Linked DNA regions of Danio rerio: region 1 is linked to region 2. The links are chromatin contacts, called in public Hi-C maps. All regions are on one chromosome and are shown on one strand. Each heading gives the region's core, a stretch centred on a gene start, on an enhancer-like site or on the middle of the called end of the contact. The rest is flanking DNA. Distances are from core to core; before and after follow the strand shown.

Region 1 (3,802 bases), core at 157-2,656, 250 kb after region 2:
ACACTGGTCATAAAGGGACAGACATGGTCAGCAACAATAATCAGGTAGGCTGTGGCGTTGACACGATGCTCAATTGGTACAAAAATATCCCCCACATCATTACACTACCACTATTAATTACATAAATAATTGTCAGTTGTAATCCTTACCTGTAAAATAAAGCGATAATTTAGATTATGCAATTGAATGTTATCTAATTTACACTTTAACTGGATTCATTCAAATTATTATTATAAATATAAGTTGCAGATATTAAACAACACAAAGCATTTAAGTAAAATAATAATATTATTTTGCTCTATAATTATTATAAATATTATCTTAAAATATTGATAATTGTACTGTAAAATAATATTACTAATATGAATATTATCACAATTATTATGAATTATTATCACAATTAATCACAAATATATTGTTATAGAGTATAATTATTATAAATGTTATTATGATAATATTCATAAAATTATACTGTAAAATAATATTTTACAGCATAGTTATGAATATTAGCATCATAATATATTGTAATTATTTTGAATATTATCATGTCGGCGCCAATGGTGTAGTGATTAGTGTGTCGACACATGGCACTCTGGTGTTTATGGTGACCCTAGTTTGAGGTGCTATGCCAATTCTTTCCCTCTCTCTGCTCCCCATACTTTCATGTCTATACTCTCAACTGTCCTATCAATTAAAGGTGAAAACCCCCCCAAAAAATTATTAATAATTATTAAAAAAAAAAAAAAAATATATATATATATATATATATATATATATATATATATATATATATCATCATAATGTACTGTAATTATTATTAATACATTTAATGTTAAATTACACATAAGAACCAATATGAAATTAATTAATTTATTCAAGTATATCAAAACAATTCAAAAACATTTTACAATGTAAGTGCAGTGCATGACCAATCATCTTGCTTCAGATTTTGATGATGCGAACAATGCTAACTATGCAACATTTTAGCTCATCTAATCATGTTTTCAGCCAGTAAATAGTTCATTCAGTTCTCATTTCCATTCCACTCGATTCTGCAGATTCGTTATCAAAATCGCTGCAGAAAACGAGGGGAAATTTATCCGACTCCATGTGGGCCTGTACATGAACCATGCAGGCTCCTGAGTTTTTCTGGCCTGTCAGCGGTGTTTAATTTCATTCATTCAGATCTCGCACATACACGTCGCTCCGCATTTTCATCTGCTTTTCTTTTTCCGTCTTGCCGTCGCATCCCTCCACCTACTTTGTCTTTTTCTCCATCACTTTCCCCTCACACCTCCTCTGCTTTTCCTGTTTTAGTCTCAGGCCCCCTGTCCTCCCATATCTGTCTCTCTCTCTCTTTCTCTATCTATCGCTTTCCAAAGCTGTTTTTCATAAAGCGTTGGCTGGAAAAGCAGATCCCAGAGGCGTAGTGTGAAATACTAGACTCTGATGGAGGAGCAGCCAAACAGATGCATTATACCTCAGTCCCTCTCTCTCTCACTCTCTTCATCCACCCAGAGTTCCTCAGAGTCTCCTGCAAGTCTCCTCCACCCAGCGTGCTTTCCTACAAAGTTAACGTAGTTTTTAAAAACGTTCGATTTGCAGTGACTTGCATTCACTTACTGTAAGTCTGGATTGTCTTCACAGGTTGACATTTTTAATGATTATTCACAGTGTTTATTTTGCTAGCTCTTAACGTTATTCTTCTGGTGAACAGTTAATCTGTGCAAGTTAATTCAATGGGAAAAGGTCTGAGCATCTGATTCTCTGTTTGGAGGGGCGGTCCTTCTCTGATGATGTCAGTTTCTTGTTGTTTTCTTAACCACTCTTACCATTAGTTTGCTATGAGGGAATGATGGACAAAAAGAAAGCCCCGCCCCCTACTCAATATTCCATTTCAGGTGGAAGTCCATGAACACACTGAAATTAATGTTAACGCTTAATGTAAAGGGATTTAAAGGGACACTTAAATATCAGTGGATGTGATTTTGTTATTGAGAGCGCGGTGATTTGTTTCATATGTTGAGCAGTGAATAAGCAGTTTAGCAGGTTATGTATTTAGGCGGCTGCTCTTTAACTTGTGCAAGAGGATTGTGATTATGACTTATGGCTTGATTTGTTGGGGATGGTGATTTAAATTCAGTGTTTTTCTCATTTAAAGCTATTATATACTGTAGCATTAGTGTCCAAATCTCATGGACATGTTTGAATTTTAAATATTGTGCGTTTCAGAGATTGACAGCTGCAGTCCCTTTACACTCCTACTAAAACTATATATATATATATATATATATATATATATATATATATATATATATATATATATATATATATATATATATATATATATATATACATATAGTTTTAGTATACAGTTATATATATATACAGTTAAAGTCAGAATTAATAGCACCCCTGTTCATTTTTTCCCCCAGTTTCTGTTTAACAGAGTACAGATTTTTTTTCAACACATTTCTAAACATAATAGTTTTAATAACTCATTTCTAATAACTGATTTTTTTAAGACACTTTAGCTTAAAGTGACATTTAAAAGCTTAACTTAATTAGGTTAACTAGGCTGGTTAGGGTAATTAGGCAAGTTATTGTATAACGATGGTTTGTTCTGTAGACAATAAATATATATATATATATAGCTTAAAGGGGCTAATAGTTTTGACCTTAATGTTTTGTTTTTTAAAGTAAAACTGCTTATATTCTAGCTGAAATAAAACAAATGATACTTTCTTCGGAAGAAACAGTATTATCAGACATACTTTGAAAATTTCCTTGCTCTGTTAAACATCATTTAGGAAATTTTTAAAAAAGGAAAAAGTTTAAAGGAGGGTAACACTTCTGACTTCAATTGTATATATGTGTATATGTATATGTGTATGTATGTATGTATGTATGTATGTATATGTGTATGTATATATATATATATATATATGTGTGTGTGTGTGTGTGTGTGTGTGTGTGTGTGTGTGTGTGTGTGTGTGTGTGTGTGTGTGTGTGTGTGTGTGTGTGTGTGTGTGTGTGTATGTACAGTATGTATGTATGTATGTATATATGTGTGTGTGTGTGTATATATATGCTAAGATATGGATGTGTTATTATAATAGATATGTTTTATTATGGGTTCATTATGTCGTTTAATCAGGATATTAAAATTAACGAAAAACAACTCGCCTTTCAAAGACCACCAATCACTTCACTGAGCAACAGTCATGGCATAATAACACATCCATATCTCAGCGGGGTTCATCATGTTTTTGGGTCCCCTAGAGATATTTTTGTTTTGTGACGTGCATATTTGCAAGTGTTGTGACCATTTTGCAGCGCGTTTTTTCAGTTGTTTGTGTTGTGACCAATTTGCAACGAGTGCTGTCAAATTGATGAAGATCATATATTTGCTGGTGTTTTTTTGTGCTTTCTTAAATTGCAGCACATTAAGCCCTCTTGGCCACCGTACAACTATATTAATATGCAATTACACATAATTCTAACACACAAGTATAATAATATATGATTAATTAACCATGAAGAATTAAAGCACGGTTAATAGTAAATTTGGTTAATAACTGCATCCCTATATATATATATATATATATATATATATATATATATATATATATATTTTTTTTTTTTTTTTTTAATATACTGGTACCGGTAGTACTTAAACTGTTTTACAGATAAATATATTACGCATTTTGCTGTGAAATATGACACCAGTAACATTTATAAAAATTGTGATTTATGTTAAATTTTATTTGATATTATTATTCTTATTTTTATATATTATTAT
Region 2 (3,809 bases), core at 1,293-3,792:
GATTAAAAAAATACACAAATACATCTCGTAAGTTCAAAACTCGATTAGTAAAAACAAAAATCAATTTGTAAGTTTAAAACATGACTAAAAATACACAAATCAAATTTGTAACCTCAAAACACGATTCAAAAATACACCAATCCAATTCGTAAGATCAAAACACTTGTAGTTCACTGTAAAAAAAAGATCTCTTCTACTGTATTTTAACTGTAAAACCACAGCTCCTGTATTTTACTGTAAATGTTATAGCTTTTTACAGTAAATGATCAGCTTTATTTTCATATTTCATCTTTAATGCACATTTTAACTATGCATTTACTCACATATTCAAAGCAGTTTTATGTAGTTGTTGTTCAGAGAGGTTTATCTGTGTTGATATGATGTTTTAATTCTACAGTCGGTGGTTGTTGAGGCAATTCTCTCAGAGTTACAGTGTTAGCATAGATCATGATACTGAAACTGTCTGTATGGAGTCAGATCAGTTTAGAAAATAATACATTTACAAAACATTATTCATACATCCTCAAGTCACATTTACAAAGTCCAATTTATACGTTTAAAACACAATTAAAAAATACACAAATCTAATTCGAAAATTCAAAACACAATTTGTTAATAAATACACAAATCCAATCATCTAATCATTTGACGAAAATATTTATGATTTTTGCTTATGAATTCATAAATTGCGTTTTGTGTTTATGAAGTGTTTTTTAAATTTTCAAACTGGATTCTGTAAATGTGAATTTTGCTGTGCATGTATGACTTTTATTTTGTAAATGTATTATTTTTGAGACTGATCTGGCCCCATAGTCTGCGACATTCTATAACAAACTGACTCTGTCTGTAGTTATATGCAAATATGAATTGATCTATATCTGCAACAGACTATGATTTATCTAAATTACCACAATTAAAAAAACGAAGATTTTAAATACTGAGTTAATGCATTAAAACATAAATCAGAACATTCTCACCTGTGAAACATTAAACCATTTATTAAACCAACTTAAAATTTTTGTCATTTATGTGTCTGAGTGGTGGATTGTGGCATTGTTTATGCAGACCTGCGGTTCATAAGGTGCATTTTAAAATGTTGCCATAGGAGTAACTGAAGTGTTTTCTGAAACTGTGCTGTTGCTAGAATGTTGAGGGTTGTTAAAATAATTTTTACATACAGTGCTCAGCATGACAGAATATAATATTCACCCCATTTTGAAAGTGAATATTTCTCAGTGAGTTTAGTTGTATTTTGGTGCATTCAACAAAACTAATAGAAATAATTACAGAAATATTAAACAATTTAGAAATTGAAAGATAATACAATTAAATTCAAGCAAAATATTGCAAAAAAAAAAAAAAAAATTACAACCTACAAAATTTGTAAACTGTTCCTTCTTTTGATTTTTCCTATTTGTTAAAAATTTGTATTTAATATTTTTCTATATCATATACATTTGGGTGTACTAGTTTTTGGACAGTTATTGTAAGTTATTTTGTTAGATAATATAATATTGTCAAGCTTCATAAAAATATTTGTGAGGGGTGGATTTATACAGTATATACTGAGCAATGTATTTACTTTCCTGACACATTTAGTGAATTAAATTTATTGTTTAGTATGTTACAGTAAAATGGCTGATGAACTGTGTAAGCAACAGTCTTGCAGATCTTTAAAAAAATCTCCAAGTTCCACAAATTAAGGCATAAAACAAGATCTTTAATCAGTGGAGAAAAAGTAAAACTCTTGAAGCAATGGCATTAAATGTTATATATATATATATATATATATATATATATATATATATATATATATATATATATATATATATATATATATATATATATATATATATATATATATAATTTCTCAGTAATTTTGTTGTATTTAAATACCTTTAATCATCCATAAAATATTGAATTGAGATGTAAAATGATGACATTCTTAATATAGAGCCTTGACATTGTTCAATAGTTTTTTTAAAGAATTTGCTTTGAAGAAACTCATAAAAACCATATCCCAATGTAATCAGTTAAAATTTTATGATTCAAATCAATATTAATCTTTGCATCAAGAAAAAATGCATTTTTCTCTTTAATGTATGTTATTTTTGCATCACAATGGGTAAAACGCAGATTAAAACTAATGATGACTCTCATGACGTTCAATATGTTAATTAGCTGTGAGATTCCAAGGGACTCAAGCAGCCACTCTGAGGAAGTGACATTTTAAAATTCCGAAGAGCTCCGAAAACAGAAATCTGAAAGAGAAAGGAAGAAAAGGGGGCGAGCACGTCTGTTTTGTTGGCTAATAGACGACTAGGGTGGGGGGGAAGAGGCCTAAATCAGAAAGAGTAAAGCTCTGAAAAGAGAAGACAAACAAACTAAAAGCATCGGCACCAAGATCTCAACAAGCTGCGCCAAAATTGCTTGGCACCATCGCTTTTTAAAAGGAACACCTGCGAAGCGGCAGTCGCTCCTTTACATTCTCCTGAAACCCCGCTGGTCAGCGCTCCACTACTTGGCATCTGATCCTTTAGCCTGCGCCATCCGTCGCCAAGAAGAAAGGGAATCGCTCAAGACATAAGCTTGCGTTTCTGCGGTGATAAAAGATTCAGTTCCCCTCGCACAATTTGTCACCTGCGTGTTTGTTTTCCCACCCCCAAGTCGAGAGCCCACCTTAATCTAAATGAGCTCATTAGTTGGCAGCGTTCGCCGCGCAGGTTCACATAATGAGGCTCATAAACGCGGGCGCCATCCACTAAATGAGGCCTGTCACCTCACGTTAGGCGAGTTTGCATAAAACAGCGGCTCATTTAAATGAAAACATTTTCATTCGAAACTTTGCCCGGAAAATGGTTGTTTTGAGGAAAAATATTTTCAGCTTCAGACTTCATGCTGAACTCACGGCTCTGGAATGCGTAGGCTAGGCTGCTTTATGCTCAATTCCCCAGTAGAAAATAGAGGTGGGCTTTTTTTTTCTTCGCGGTAGACTATTGTGCCTGTTGGACAGAGCTCAAAGAAAAGGTATGGGACATAAAACGTGGGTCTTCTCGGTTTCCTGTGTTTGGGTTGAGGTCCCACGGCGCCGTGCAGTGTGTTGGCTGGGGCCCGGAGTGTGCGGCTCCATACGCTGATTTGTGGAGCGCATGGTGGGCAGACGGTTTAGGGTTCAGTTCGGGACAGGCTGACGACGGCCTGAGCGTTGTGTTGAATTATTAGGAGCTTCTTTTTTTTCTACTTGTGTGTTTTAGATCTCTGAAGGGTTATAAATAATGGTACAAAGAAAAAAGACTTGGAAAAAAAATGGAAAGAAAAGGAAATCTGAGGACTTGCTGTTCCTTGTACCCTAAAAAAAGTATGTTTTTTTTGTTTGCTTGTTTTTTGTTTTGTTTCTTTGCGTAGTAATAATAATAAGAAAATGAGAAGAATAAAGGAATTTACTGTGTTGCAAAGGATGTAAAGGTAATTTAAATGAACTTACATGAATGTACACCTAATTAAATTGCTATGAGGGTTGTGGCGATACCAATAATTCACGTTACGATACTATACCAGCTGAAGTATCACTATACTAAGTAGGATTGCGCCAGCCTGATCTCACAAAATAAACAAAAGTATTTTATGTTTTGCCAGTTTAGTGGCTAATTCGTATGAAATTGTACGATTTTAAAAAGGAGGCGTGGCACCTAACCCCACCCATAAACCCAACCGTCATTGGGGCATAAGCAAATCGTACTAAATTGTACGAATCAGATCGTGCGAATTCATAAGAATTAGCCACTAAATCCAAAAGTTCCGAATTGCCG

What was found. A called contact is a pair of places that touch in the nucleus more often than the background predicts.
Region 1: a contact with region 2 is called in a Hi-C map of an unstated tissue, with 2.9 times the contacts expected there. The contact joins two enhancer-like sites. A contact is called at or near these places in 2 of 18 Hi-C or Micro-C datasets (caudal fin and an unstated tissue) and 1 of 4 datasets of contacts at active chromatin or transcription factors (caudal fin).

The regions. Positions count from the first base shown.
Region 1 is chr3:13,624,900-13,628,701 of GRCz12tu, forward strand. The region is part of intron 3 of nfixb (nuclear factor I/Xb); the gene reads left to right. Among named protein-coding and RNA genes, the nearest start is that of nme4, 100 kb to the right of the region's middle. Within about 2 kb of position 1,407, at least 8 of the 62 cell types and tissues checked have an H3K27ac peak or open chromatin away from gene starts, as enhancers often do.
Region 2 is chr3:13,369,544-13,373,352 of GRCz12tu, forward strand. No RefSeq gene overlaps it. Among named protein-coding and RNA genes, the nearest start is that of gadd45gip1, 19 kb to the left of the region's middle. Within about 2 kb of position 2,543, at least 4 of the 62 cell types and tissues checked have an H3K27ac peak or open chromatin away from gene starts, as enhancers often do.